Linked DNA regions of Rattus norvegicus: region 2 is linked to region 1. The links are chromatin contacts, called in public Hi-C maps. All regions are on one chromosome and are shown on one strand. Each heading gives the region's core, a stretch centred on a gene start, on an enhancer-like site or on the middle of the called end of the contact. The rest is flanking DNA. Distances are from core to core; before and after follow the strand shown. Region 1 holds the start of LOC120102934 (a long non-coding RNA gene). Region 2 holds the start of Ak4 (adenylate kinase 4).

The links. Hi-C and Micro-C count contacts between places; a contact is called where the count stands out from the background.
Region 2: a contact with region 1 is called in a Hi-C map of mammary epithelial cells, with 1.9 times the contacts expected there. The contact joins the promoter of Ak4 here to the enhancer-like site in region 1. A contact is called at or near these places in 3 of 12 Hi-C or Micro-C datasets (frontal cortex, mammary epithelial cells and prefrontal cortex).

The regions. Positions count from the first base shown.
Region 1 is chr5:121,089,784-121,096,107 of GRCr8, forward strand. It overlaps LOC120102934 (a long non-coding RNA gene), which reads right to left and starts at 5,067. Exons shown (of 2, transcript XR_005504912.2): 1 at 2,123-5,067. Within about 2 kb of position 1,753, at least 42 of the 93 cell types and tissues checked have an H3K27ac peak or open chromatin away from gene starts, as enhancers often do.
Region 2 is chr5:121,153,305-121,159,215 of GRCr8, forward strand. Ak4 (adenylate kinase 4) reads left to right here and starts at 1,832. Exons shown (of 5, transcript NM_017135.3): 1 at 1,832-1,977. The coding sequence starts at 1,833.

The DNA.
Region 1 (6,324 bases), core at 503-3,002:
CCAACTGTTTCAGTATTTTCTTTTTCTACAAAAGTATTTTCTAAGCAGCTGTTTCTGGAAAGTGCTCCTTAGGGAGAAAGGTGTTGTCTCAAATCAGGAGCATATAGGAGAAGATTGGAGATACCAGCCAATTGTAGTGGCACACACCTTTTATCCCAGAGACAGGTGGATCTCTGAGTTCCAGGCTAGCCTGGTCTACAAAATGCCACGATAGCCAGAGCCCAACCAGGGTTAATTTCTGAGGAGAGAAAGCTTGACACTGGGCCGTCTTTGTCTAGGACATTAGTCACCCTGTGAAAGTTACAATTACTGTTTACACTAAGCCTCTCAACTTACCGAGAGCAGCTGCTGCATCCTCAGACTCCCTCTTTCTCAAGTACCCCTTCCTAGCTTCTGTCTACCAGGCTGGTCTACCAGGATTGCAGATCACAGTCCATGAGTCCTACTTTACACATATGCTTCCGTGTACATGCCAATACATATGAATAATAAACACCACACCTAATTATCACTCATTAGCCTCAATATACCAGCCAACCTTGAGAAAAGCATTTACTAACACTACCGCTTTCTCTTCCCTTTCACTCCGGGTCAAAGCTCACTTTGTTCCCTCAGCCGCTGATGTAAAAGTTGATCTCGTGAAGGAACTGGATTCCTAAGGTAGTTCTATTTTGAGCCTTCTTCCTGTTCTGAAACTAAAGTTGGAAGGGCTTAGTGGTGATGTCATGGAAGGGAGAAGTGCCTTCTTCAGAAGGGTCTTCTCTGGCAATTCTGAGGACACGTGGTGAATGATTCCCTTCTCAACAGCCCTCACCTCACCTTCCCTCAGGAGTCTCTGTTAGTCACTAGCCAGGAAGAAAATCAACTCTAATAGCAGGCAATCACGCTTGAATATGCAAAACACAATAAATGAAAAGACAGAGGAGAAAAAAAATGCCTAATTCTAGGATAAGGGTGGGGGGAGACTATCTTTCTCCATCCACTCCATCTAAACATCAAGAAGGACAGGAGCAAAAGAGGCTGCAGAAACAGCTGTTAGGAAGAATTTAGGAGGCTCTGGGAGGGGAATGCTACTGGGGGATTCGGACCGGAACTTGAGGATACCGTTCCCCTCACCCCCCAATCCCTTTTCTTTCCCTCCCTCCTGGAAGAGACTTAGGGCTGGGTGTGCCTTCTGCTTTGAGAGGCATTTGGCTCTGAAGAAAGGCAAGGGGCCAGGGTGCGGCCCACAGGGAATAGAAGCTTCGGCCTGGTTTGGGCTAAGTTTAATGGGAGATAGAGGAGACTGGGGAAGTGTAGATCTGAGTAAATTAATTCCACTGTGGAATTAAAAACAAAAACAAAAACAAAACCTCACTAGGGGCAGGGCAGGGGACACCTCTTTCTCAACTTAAACTCAAGAGTTCATTGCCGTTGGGGGAGGGGGGGTGACGGGGGAAGAAGGGTAAGGAAGAGACAAATTCTAATGTAAACTGTGAACTGCAACTTCTGGGGACTAGAGGGCTGACGTACCAACGCTATAAGCAGGTGAAAAGAAACACCTTTTACCAATTCTGGGGTGTCGAGGTCTGGCCAAACTCTGGTGGGCAGGGCACTGCCTGGCTTCTTAGCTCACCTCGCCTCCAAAGCGGGAAGAAGCATAGGTGTGGTCTTTCTCCAAGAAGGTGGCAGCTGGCTTCGCGGAGCCAGGGAAAGGATTCCTCACCGGGAAGGCGGGGAGGCGCCCTGGGGTCAGCTACGGCCAGAAGCCGGGGTCTCCGCCAAGTCCCCTCCCCCTCCTGAAAACCGACCTGGACTAGCATCGATTATAGCAACACGCTCTCGCCTTCCCAATAATCTCGCTAGTAATTATAATAATAATAACCCTAGCCCCTCTGTCCCATATTTGAAACAAACAAACAAAACCCCAAAGCCCTGAGAGGTGGAAATAAACAGGTGAGTCCAGGGAGAAGCGGGAAAGAGTGGGGATAAGGGGTGGGGGGGCGTTCCCGAACGTGAGGGGAAACAGAGGTTCTCTCAACCTCTCTCCATTCTCCCTGCCCATAAGAGTCTGCGTGACAGGGTAGGAACCCCAAAGCCCCCTGTGACAGCCTTCCCGCAGCCCGCGTCCCCGCCTGCCTACCCTAGGCTCCAGTGTCCTGGCTTCGGGGACCGCGCGGCGCTCGCCCTCACCCCGGCCCGCCACCGCTGCCGTGGGGACTCCGCTCTTCCTCTCTCCGCCTCCTCCTCGAAGACTCCTCCTGCCGGATCCGTCATGTAAACAACATCCCGGCTCTATTTCCAGCGGCCGCGGGACGGCGAGGGAACCACGCCAGCGCCCAGCCAACCGGGCGGGGGTGGGGGGAAAAAGCGAGTGCGCCACAGCTCCGGGCCCGGCCCCGCGCTGCCGCCCCGCGCGGTCCGCCGCCTACCGGAGCTGGCGCCGTGCTACCATGGGCGTCCGACTGCAGCCCCCGCCCCCGCCGCCGTCTCCGGGCTCCGGGGCACCGGGCCGGCCCGAGTGCGAGCGCCGTGCGCGCGCCGCAGAGCCGCTCTCCGCGCCCCGCCGGCCGGCCAGGGCGCGCCGCCAGCCCGGGGTCGAGAGCGCAGCACCCGGAGCGCGCACATGGACGCCGCCCCCGCGGCCGCGCGCGCCCCGCACCCACCTGAGCCCTCGGGGGTCCCGAGCCCCCCTTCCTTTGTTCTTCCCGCTATTTGCATGAGGATTATCTAATGACGCAGCAAGGCTCGCCACAACGTGACCGTCGCCATTTTTCTGTTTTTATTCTAGCTTTGCCATGTGATAGATTGGGGAGGGGGGTGGAAAAGGGAGACAGGATTGAAAAAAAAAAAAAAACTTCCGGGTCTCATGACCGGGAACGGAGAAAAACAAAAGGGAGACGAGACACAACTCCGGGCGAAGGACGTGGTGCGTGCGCGCGCGTGCGCGTCCGCCTCTCCCTGCCCGGGAGCCAGAGACTGGGGCGCTTGGAGCATCTTCCCGTCATCTGGGTCTGCGGATCCTGGCTGTGCGGGTTGTGTGCTCCAGCCTTCTGCTGGGTACCAGGCTGCCTGCCCTCTCCTGGCTCCAGTGGCCCAGGGGTCTATTCAGTTGACAGAATTGAAAGACCGCTGCATTTTCTAAGTTGTAAAACAGTTCGCTCTGATGCTGGTCCTTGCCACCACCGCGTGGCGAGGGCAGGCAGAATCAGACCAGTTCGGATTTTCTTTCTGCTCCCCTTTCGCTCTTTTCCTAAAGGGGGACGCACAGCTTAGGGAGAGTTTGTGACATTGCAGGCTGGCTTTTTTTGTTTGTTTTGTTTGGGGGAGGGCTTTGCATCGTGGCTGGATTTATTGAGGTAGAAATTTCAATAAATGGTTGTTGAGTGCCAGAGACGGTTGAGGAGACTGCTGCAGAGACTTGGACCGATTCGTGTTCTACCGTGTTAATTCACATCCACAGGATGCGATAGGTGCCCCGTGTTCACAGTTGCTGAAAGGATAAATGTCTGGAACCCTGCCAGGTCTCTCAGTGATAGAGCTTGGTGCTTTAGGTTACTAGTGTGTGTTCCTTCGAGAGCTTTCACTTTTGTTTCTCTTCTGAGTGCCTCTCCTATGATTGAAAGCAGAAGTGGGCCTTAACATTGACTAGGGCGCTGCAACTTACAGATGAGAAACGCAGCGTAGCTCTAGGCCAAATACCGAGTTGGAGCCCAGTTTGGATGAGGCATGACATCTGAGGGGTACAGCGGAGCCTAGTACTGTGCAGGTGTGGTTCCGTCTTGTAACATTCATGTGCCTAGAACCTAAAGACACTAACCCCTCAGGACTGCTGTGGCGGTTCATGACCTCTTTCCGACACCTCTCTTGAGTTTTGACTCAAACATGTGTGCGAACTCAGCTCCTTTTCCCTTTCTGCTGGAGAGCGTGCCTTGTCATTGAACAGGGCAACATGGTTACTATGAAGTATAACTGTTCTGGTGGCAGAGTTGAAAGCTCCTTCTTGTGCCATCGTGTCCTCGTAATATTTATTTCACGGTGCCTTTTAGGGAATTTAGGACAATGCTTTTCTGCTATTGGGGACAAGCTTTGAGAACGACGGCTCTCTATAGTCCGCACTATTTTCTTGCCATAAAAGCCAAGGGGAGGCTTGAAGAGACCTTTCCCACAATCCAATCCTGGCCAGTCTAGGAAATTCCTTGCATGTTTCCGGTAACGGTTGGACAGAAGACGTTTCATGACTCTTACACCTTTTACCGACCATTCCTGGCAGGCTTCTTTGGTTGCCCATCCAAGCAAAACATACTTTGTTCTCTCAACTTTTTAAACTAACTGCTTTCCCCCTTCTTTTTTTTTTCCCCCTCTATATTGGCTCCTCTCCTTTGAATTCTCTCTAATTCAAATAAATAAATTAGTCATGCTGACTCTTGCTCTTTTGCTTTCATGGACTAGATTATAAATGCTTGAAGTTTGAGCTGCGATTTAAATCTTGTTGAGTCAGGAATCAAATCATAGGCTCCATGTTTTCCTTGGGGGATGAGGGAGCGTAGGAACTGAACTTAATGTATGCTAGGGAAACAGTGTCCCTGGTCTGAACCTCTAGGTCTGGGATCCTATGAATTAGGAACAGGCCAAAAAGGGGCTGTTGAAAAGATGCTAGCTAGCTTCGGGACAGGATTCCACATTTACAACGTCAAAAGGTTGGGAAATAAATGCTTCATCCAATTCTATTTACAGCTCCAAGGAGCATATTGTTAAAGTCAATATTTTAACAATATTGATTCTGCTGCATAGCTGTGTATATCTGCGTCTATGACTAGGACAGATAATAGCTAGAGGCCCCATGTGCTACTCTAGATAACCACAGGAATGGTCATAGCTTAGCTATAGCACCATCAGCTTTCACTGAAGTGGGAAGAAGCCTAATTATATAACTAAATCATCTGTTCCTTTAACTGTAAAGCCAAAGAGAAAGAGAAATTGATGAGAACTCCAGGAATGTAATTATAGGAAAAACACCCACGTCTTTTGCCATCAATACATGAACACTCACACATCATTTTGAAGGTCAAACTTTGGTCCTCAGGATTGCTACATAGCTGCTGATTTAAATGCATTTGGGAATCCCAGTAATCTCCGTCTGTTTGTCAAATTTATACCTGAAGAATGTATATCTCGAAAAACGATAATCCCTATAAATAGAAACCATGTCCCAGTGAGAGCACGGCTTTGGCTGTCGTGCATGTTACTTTTATGTTGCTGTGATAAAATATCATCCCCTAAAGGCAACCTATAGAAGGAAGGGAGGATTGTGGTTCCAGAGGGACATGAGTCCATCCTGGTGGGGAGGCATTGCAATGAGCAGACATAGCAACAGATGCCGGAGGCTGAGAGCTCACATCCTTGACAGCAAGCTCCAAGCAGAGAGAGCAAACTGGGTGAGGTAGGCAGCTTCTAATCTCAAAGCTTGCCTCCAGTGAGGCTGTACCACCAGAACCTCCCCAAACAGCACCACCAACTGTAGATCAGGCAGTCAAATGTCTGAGACCACAGAGGGCATTTCTCTTCCAAAGCACCACAAGTCAGTGCTGAGCCCAGCTCCGATGATCCTAACAGTGTCCGCTTGAGCAAATGACTACTCAGTTGTGGTTTTCCCTTCTTTACCCATATGATGAACATAGCACGTAAACCAGAAGAATTTGTAGGATTAAAGTTTAATAAAAATACATGGGAAACACTAACCAAGATATTTGGAACAAAACCTTCACTGAAGAGTAGCTATGCCAGGAGTAGCTCGTGCTATATCCACTACACATGGGAAGGCAGAGGCAGGAGGAGCTCAAGTTTCAGGCTACCCACGGGTGATATTGCAGTAGAAGAGCCTGCCTCAAATGAACAAAGAAAATTCAATACAGTTCCTATTAGTGAAAGGTTCTGGGACACTAAAATAATCCAGAATAGGTTCTGCACTCAAGACCTTCACATTGTAACCTTGGAAAGATACTTAAGTGACTAGACAAACAGGTGGGCTGGGTAAAAGCAACAGCAGAACACTGCCTGCCACTTTGTGGTATCTACCTAAGATGTAATTAAGATCTAGAATTATCACTATCCACACCATAGCAAAGCCCATCAGAGCATAGGCAAAGAGCTTCCCTCTCTGGAGGATGAAAAGTTGCCTTCTCACACCAATGAAGGGCATTACCTTTGAAACTCAGTCTAATTGGTGTGCTTCTGTGGTTTTAAAAAGCAGCTTCTCAGCAGGTTTCTTTTACCCCGGGAAAAGTGTGCCAGTTGTATCTTTGAAGCCCTCTTGGAGAAATGTAGTTAATAGGAAGCACTTCT
Region 2 (5,911 bases), core at 582-3,081, 64 kb after region 1:
GTTTACGGAACAAACGTTGGCACAGGGTTGGTGGCCTGAGTGTGTTGTCTTGCCAAGACTGTGTGTGGAATGGCAACCAGGGAAGCTGGGTTGGCAAGATACCATATCATGCTCTGTTCTCCACCACACGTGACAGCCAGGGATCTAGGAGGCTCTTTTCCACAGTGTCCCTACTGTGCTGTTTCTCACCCTCTCTCAGTTATGCTCAGAACTCCGCAAAGGATTCCAGCAAGGCAGGCAACCTTCCACCTCAGGAAGGAGGTGGGACACACCAAGGTGGGCAAGTAACAGAAATAGGTTTTTACTTTAGCCGTATTCCTCGTAACTGCAGAGAAAAGAGAAGGGTGCAGAAGACAGACTTACAGGTGATCATCCTAGTACTTGGATGGGACACTGAGGGCTTTCATGTAACTTGGAAACACAACTGGGAGAGTAGGCAGCAGGATTATAGTGACTGGTTACTATAATCCTGGTACTCAGAAGGCTGTGGCAAGAGCATCATCATGAGTTCAAGACCAGGCGAGGCTGTGAAGAGAAGCCCTGTCTCAAACCAAAACAAAGGCTGAAGCATGCGGGAGTCTAGGTTGGTATTTGTGAGGGGTAAGGAAAAGAAAGCCTCCATTTGAGTTGGTGAGTGGGGAGTTGGGAGTAACACATCTTAGGCACAGAAGCCCTGGAATCATCTGTCTGGTCGGAGTACAGCAAAAAGTCATCTTTCTCTTCCTCCTTTCCAGGGCGCTGGTTTTGGAGCCAGTCAAGGTTTCAGAATTTTGGCAGGGGCTCCATCATTTTTTGTTGTTGTATATCAAGCAAACAGAAAAGTGTTGGACACACAATAGGTTTTGTTTTGTTTTTGGAGACTGGGTCTCAATAAATAAGTAGTTCAGGTCCGCCCACAACTTTCTACTCTTGCCAGGGCTTGCTATGAATACTGGCGTAAGCTACTCTGGTTCAAGGGCTAGTCTCAGGCGATTTGATTCTCTCACAGGGATTAAAACAAGAAAAGATGTCCACTCTACATTGCTAAACATATGAACCAATAGTGAATATTCCAAGCCTTTCTCCAACGGTACCTGTAAAGGTTGCATAATAAAATCATACAGCCTAGAATTGGACACAGGGTAGGCGCTCAACAAGTTGTGTTTTTCCTTCTCCTTGACAATAGACCGGGTCCCCAGGCGGTTCCTTTCCCTCAGGGCGGCTCCATCTCCGTTCGCCCCCGCAGCTTCAGCCTGGCCCCGGACACGCCGGGAGGGGAGAGGAGGGGGCGCGGCGGCGGTAGAGAGGAGCCCGCTCCCGGCTTACGTAAGAAGCAGCGAGTCCCGCGCGGCCAGCCGGGCAGAGGCGGCGCCGCCCAGCGGGATCCGGGCTAAGTCTGGTCTCTCCTTTCCGCCGAGGTGTGTGTCTCTCCAGCTGCTTGGGGCGGAGGTGGGCCCCTCCAGTTGTGGGCAGCGGCCACTCTGGGGATGAGACAGTCACCGAGAAGCGGCCGGCGAGCTGCTCCCGCTCTGCCCACGTGTGGGGACCGGCACCGGCTTCCCGGAGTCGCACGCCTGGACTGGGCTGCAGGGAAGGACCCGGGTGGGTCTGACTGACCTCTGACCCCAAAGGGCCGAGCCTGCAGGTCGGGGAGTGAGGGTGAGGCTTGCGACGGTTCACCCGCGCAGCCCGGGCCGGAGGAGGTGGCGGAGGGCGGGGCCGAGGGGCGGGGCAGTCTTAAAAGCCCCCCCTTCCTTATAGGGGTGGCAGGCGAGTCCCGGCGTGCGGAAGGTGCTGAGGCAGGGGCTGCCGTGCAAAGTGCGCGGGCTGCTGTCCTGGCCACCGCCAAAGCCATGGCTTCCAAACTCCTGCGCGCAGTCATCCTGGGGCCGCCTGGCTCTGGCAAGGGCACGGTATGCGAAAGGATCGCCCAGAACTTTGGCCTCCAGCATCTCTCCAGCGGCCACTTGTTGCGGGAGAACCTAAAGACCAACACGGGTGAGGAGCCAAGGCGGGGGAGAAAGGGTAGTCGACCATCCTGGTGGGGTGGTCGGGCTGGGAGCGGGGCGGTCGCGGGCTCGGGTCCCCTTGGCGCCGGCGCCCTGCCCCCGCCCGCGTATGCCAGTGCGGGCTCGTACGTGCCGCGGCGCATGCAGCCGGCCGCCCGCCCGCCCGCGCGGCTTAACCGCGCCCGGAGGAGGCCGAGGCTGCTCGGCACCGCCTTCGATTGCAGTGGGCGCTCGCCAGTGCGGAGGACCCTGCACGACAGGCCGAGGGAAACGCGAGCCGCTCGGCGGGGACCCTAACTGGCCTCTCATGCGGTCTCCGGTAAGCAGAGCCCCTGGGTACCGTGCTGTGGTCCCGCTCAGCCGCAGGTCGTCTTCCCCGGCGAGAAGCGGAGCACCGCCCGCCGCCCACCTGTGGGAGTCGCGGCCGCCGGCGCGCAGGGACTCTGCGGCGCGCTCCCCCACGCCCCTCGCGCGCGCTCCAGCCTGGAGCTAAGTGCTGCGTGGCGGTGAAAGGCCTGTGGTCGCTGCAGGCGGCCGCGACAAACTGTCCCCTGTCCCCGCTAACTCCCCTCTTCCTCAAGCCCAGCTTGGCCGCCTGGAGACTTGTTTTAAAAGATTGCATTTTGAGTTCAGCTTTACTGCAAGTGGCACCCCGCTCGGTGGATGCGGTGAAGTTGGGGGTCTAGATCGTCCCATCTCCTAGTCTTGCAGTGCCTCCCTACTCTCCTTTCCTGGGCTCTTAGTTCTAGAGAAGGCTACTGTAGGGTGCAGACCCTCCTGGGATGCAGATGAGTGTAATTAGCATAACCCCCTTTGAAATGAGTTGCCCATGAAGTCCTTCCCTATTTCTGTTCTCATTTGTGTGCAAGGTGGTTATGGCTTGTTATGGGCTAGCTAATTGTTAATAGATCTTCATTTCAGAAACACCTAAGATCATGAACAGGTGGGTGGAGGACAGTGTTGGAAAGAACGCAGATTAAAAGCAACCACTTGAAGCATCTGAAAGGCGCCAGCTTTGATTGGATAATCCAGGGTACTTTCCCTCATACCTGTGTCTGAGATGGAAGCATTTACATGTAGCAGGTCTTCTAATAGTCTAGGCAGGTACCACACCACTGAACGACATCCAAAAATGGTTTTAAATTAAAATTTAATATCTTATTTATGTGTTATTTGAATGTGGTCCTAGCATTGTGTGTGCGGACCAGAGGCCTTGGGGCTTCCTGTCAAGTGCATTTATACTTTGAGTCACCTCACTGGCCCTTAGATTTGAGAAGTAGCTTATTAAGTTAGTAGTCATTCTTCTGTCTCAGTAACTGGGATTGTCGGTATACTGCACTCCTTTTTCTTTGCTGGGGATGGACCTTCATGCCTATGTGAATGCTAGAGAAGTACTGTCGTCCAGGCAGTCCCCCTCTAATGCACTTTCCGAATTTGGAATACAGTTTGGGAGGGGAGCAATACAGATGGAGGGGTTGTGCATAGGGTTGGGCTTCTCCCAGTAAGGCTCTAGGGAAAGCCAGATGAGTCAAGATAGCTTAGTATCCATTGCATGTCATAACGTCCTCCGCAGCTCCCTTCTGGAAAGAAGAGTTTTCACATAGAACAATCTGTGGCTAGACTATAGGCATTTTTTCTTTCTTTCTTTTTAATTGGGGAGTCTAGGTAGCTGCCTTTATTGGGTAGGCTGTCTGACCTCACTCAATGGCTGTGCACTTGATTTTGAAGCCACCATATACTTACATATAGTTGGTGGCCATGGTGCTGAGGCAGTTGGGGGTCTGGTAGCATAACGGTCAGGTGAATCTATTGAGGAGCTGCGTACCTCCATGATGCTTCTCTCAGGTTGGAGAAGGAAGCTGTCTCCCAGGCTCTCCTGCCCTTGCTGTGGAACATGAGGGCAAAGACTTCTTTATCACTGTACGAGTAGACCTGGATGCGGGAACTAGCTATGTAGGTCAGGCTGTCCTCAGACTCAGAGATCCATCTGCCTCTCCCTCCTGATTGCTGAGTTTAAAGGCCTGTGCCTCCCTCCACACATGGCTCTAAGATAAGAGATAGCTTATTTCTCTACTTAGGCATTTAGAAAGCTTTTTATTTTTACTTGGCTGTCTTTTGTTCTCCCCTTTAAAAAAAAAAGGCCAATTTATTATTTTACAAGTATGGATATTACATCTATATAAGAGCCACGTTTATGTCTAAAGAGGGCATCAGATCTACAGATGGTTGACATATGGTGGGTCCTGGGAGCCTGATCCAGGTCCTTTTGAGCACCCAGTGCTCCTGATGCTGAGCCCCCTCTCCAGCTCCCGTCATTACTTTAATTTTTCTTTCTCTTTTTTCCCGTTTGGTTTTTCAAGACAGGATTTCTCTGTAGTCCTGGCTGTCCTGAAACTCACTTTGTAGACCAGGCCAGCCTCAAACTCAGATTCTCCTGCTTCTGCCTCCCAAGTGTTGGGATTAAAGTCACATGTCACCATCACCCGAAATGTTTCTGTTGCCTTCGTTCCCCTACCCCTTTCTCTCATAGTAAGAGCGACTTTTAAATGCTTTTTGAAATCACCTTTTCTTTTTTGTTTCCCCACCATGAACTAATTAAAAGTCTTGGCCAGGGGAAAAATAGAAGTGAAAGACTGCAGTTTATTTTGAAATTGGCTTGTTCCAAGTTGACTTGGGCGTGATGTCACTGAATGTCGACAGAGGTCTAAGCGAGGGGCTTAGGGTGATGATGAAACACAGCAAACCCAGGAAGTCGAATCTTGTTGACAATTTAAATTGGGAAGTAGCTCAGCCATCTGCTGCAGCCTGGATTTGGGCAGGCTCTTGACTACATGGCTTGCCTCCTGCATGCCACAGTCTGGCAAAAATCGGCCCTGCAGGATCCATCTTCTTCCTCTGCACTTACGATGCTGATTGTATCAGCTGTTCGTTGACTATAGTGAAAGGGAGACTGATGGCTGTTTGTCTGCTGTGTCTGTATGCCTGATGCTGGGGGTGACTCGGGGAGGAGGTAGTGATGAAAATAATGTACCTCTATCCTCTATCTAGTTTTTTTGTTTTTTTCTTTTCTTTCTTTTTTTTTTTTTTTTTTTTTTTTTTTTGAGATGAGTCTGTGTGTGAACTCTGTTGGCCTGTGCCTTTCCTAGGTGCTAGCATTATAGGCATGTGCCAGGAGGAGCTACTTAGTGAATGTTGTGCCTCTTTTTTTCTTTTTTCTCTTTTATTTTTTTCGGAGATGGGGACCGAACCCAGGGCCTTGCGCTTCCTAGGTAAGCACTCTACCACTGAGCTAAATCCCCAGCCCCCTTATTGCACCTTCTTATAGCACGTTCTACCTCTGACACTGGGGTCTGCCAAACTTGATACACCACAGAGGGTTCATGTTCGCAATACCAAAGGGACAAGTCCAGCCGGAAGTTGAGTGTTGTACCAGAAGTTACATAGCCTGCTTCAGTTAGAGTAGTGCTCACAAGGGACTTGAGATTGGCTTCCTGATAGTTGTTTTTCCCTTGGCCTTTCCTAGATTGCCTGGGGCTGTACAGGCTGAGGCTTATCACATACCTTATCTGAGGGCCTGCCCCCAGGTCTATCGCTTGCATTTTCTTAGCACACACTATGAAGAAATTGGAAGACTTGCCTTAAATTTCAAGGAGCCGAGCTGTGCATTCTCTCACGGGGAATATTATGCTGCCTTTACCCCCACTCACGAGTGTATGTGTGTGTGTATGTGTGTGTGTGTGTGTGTGTGTGTGTGTGTGTGTGTGTGTGTAAAGCACTTGTGTATAGATAGACACACAAAGCTGGTATGGGGCTGGAGAGATGGCTCAGAGTCCTGAGCACTGGCTGTTCTTCCAGAGGACCCAGGTTCAATTTCCGACACCCCCATGGTAGATCACAACCGTCTGCAACTCCAGTTCTAGGAG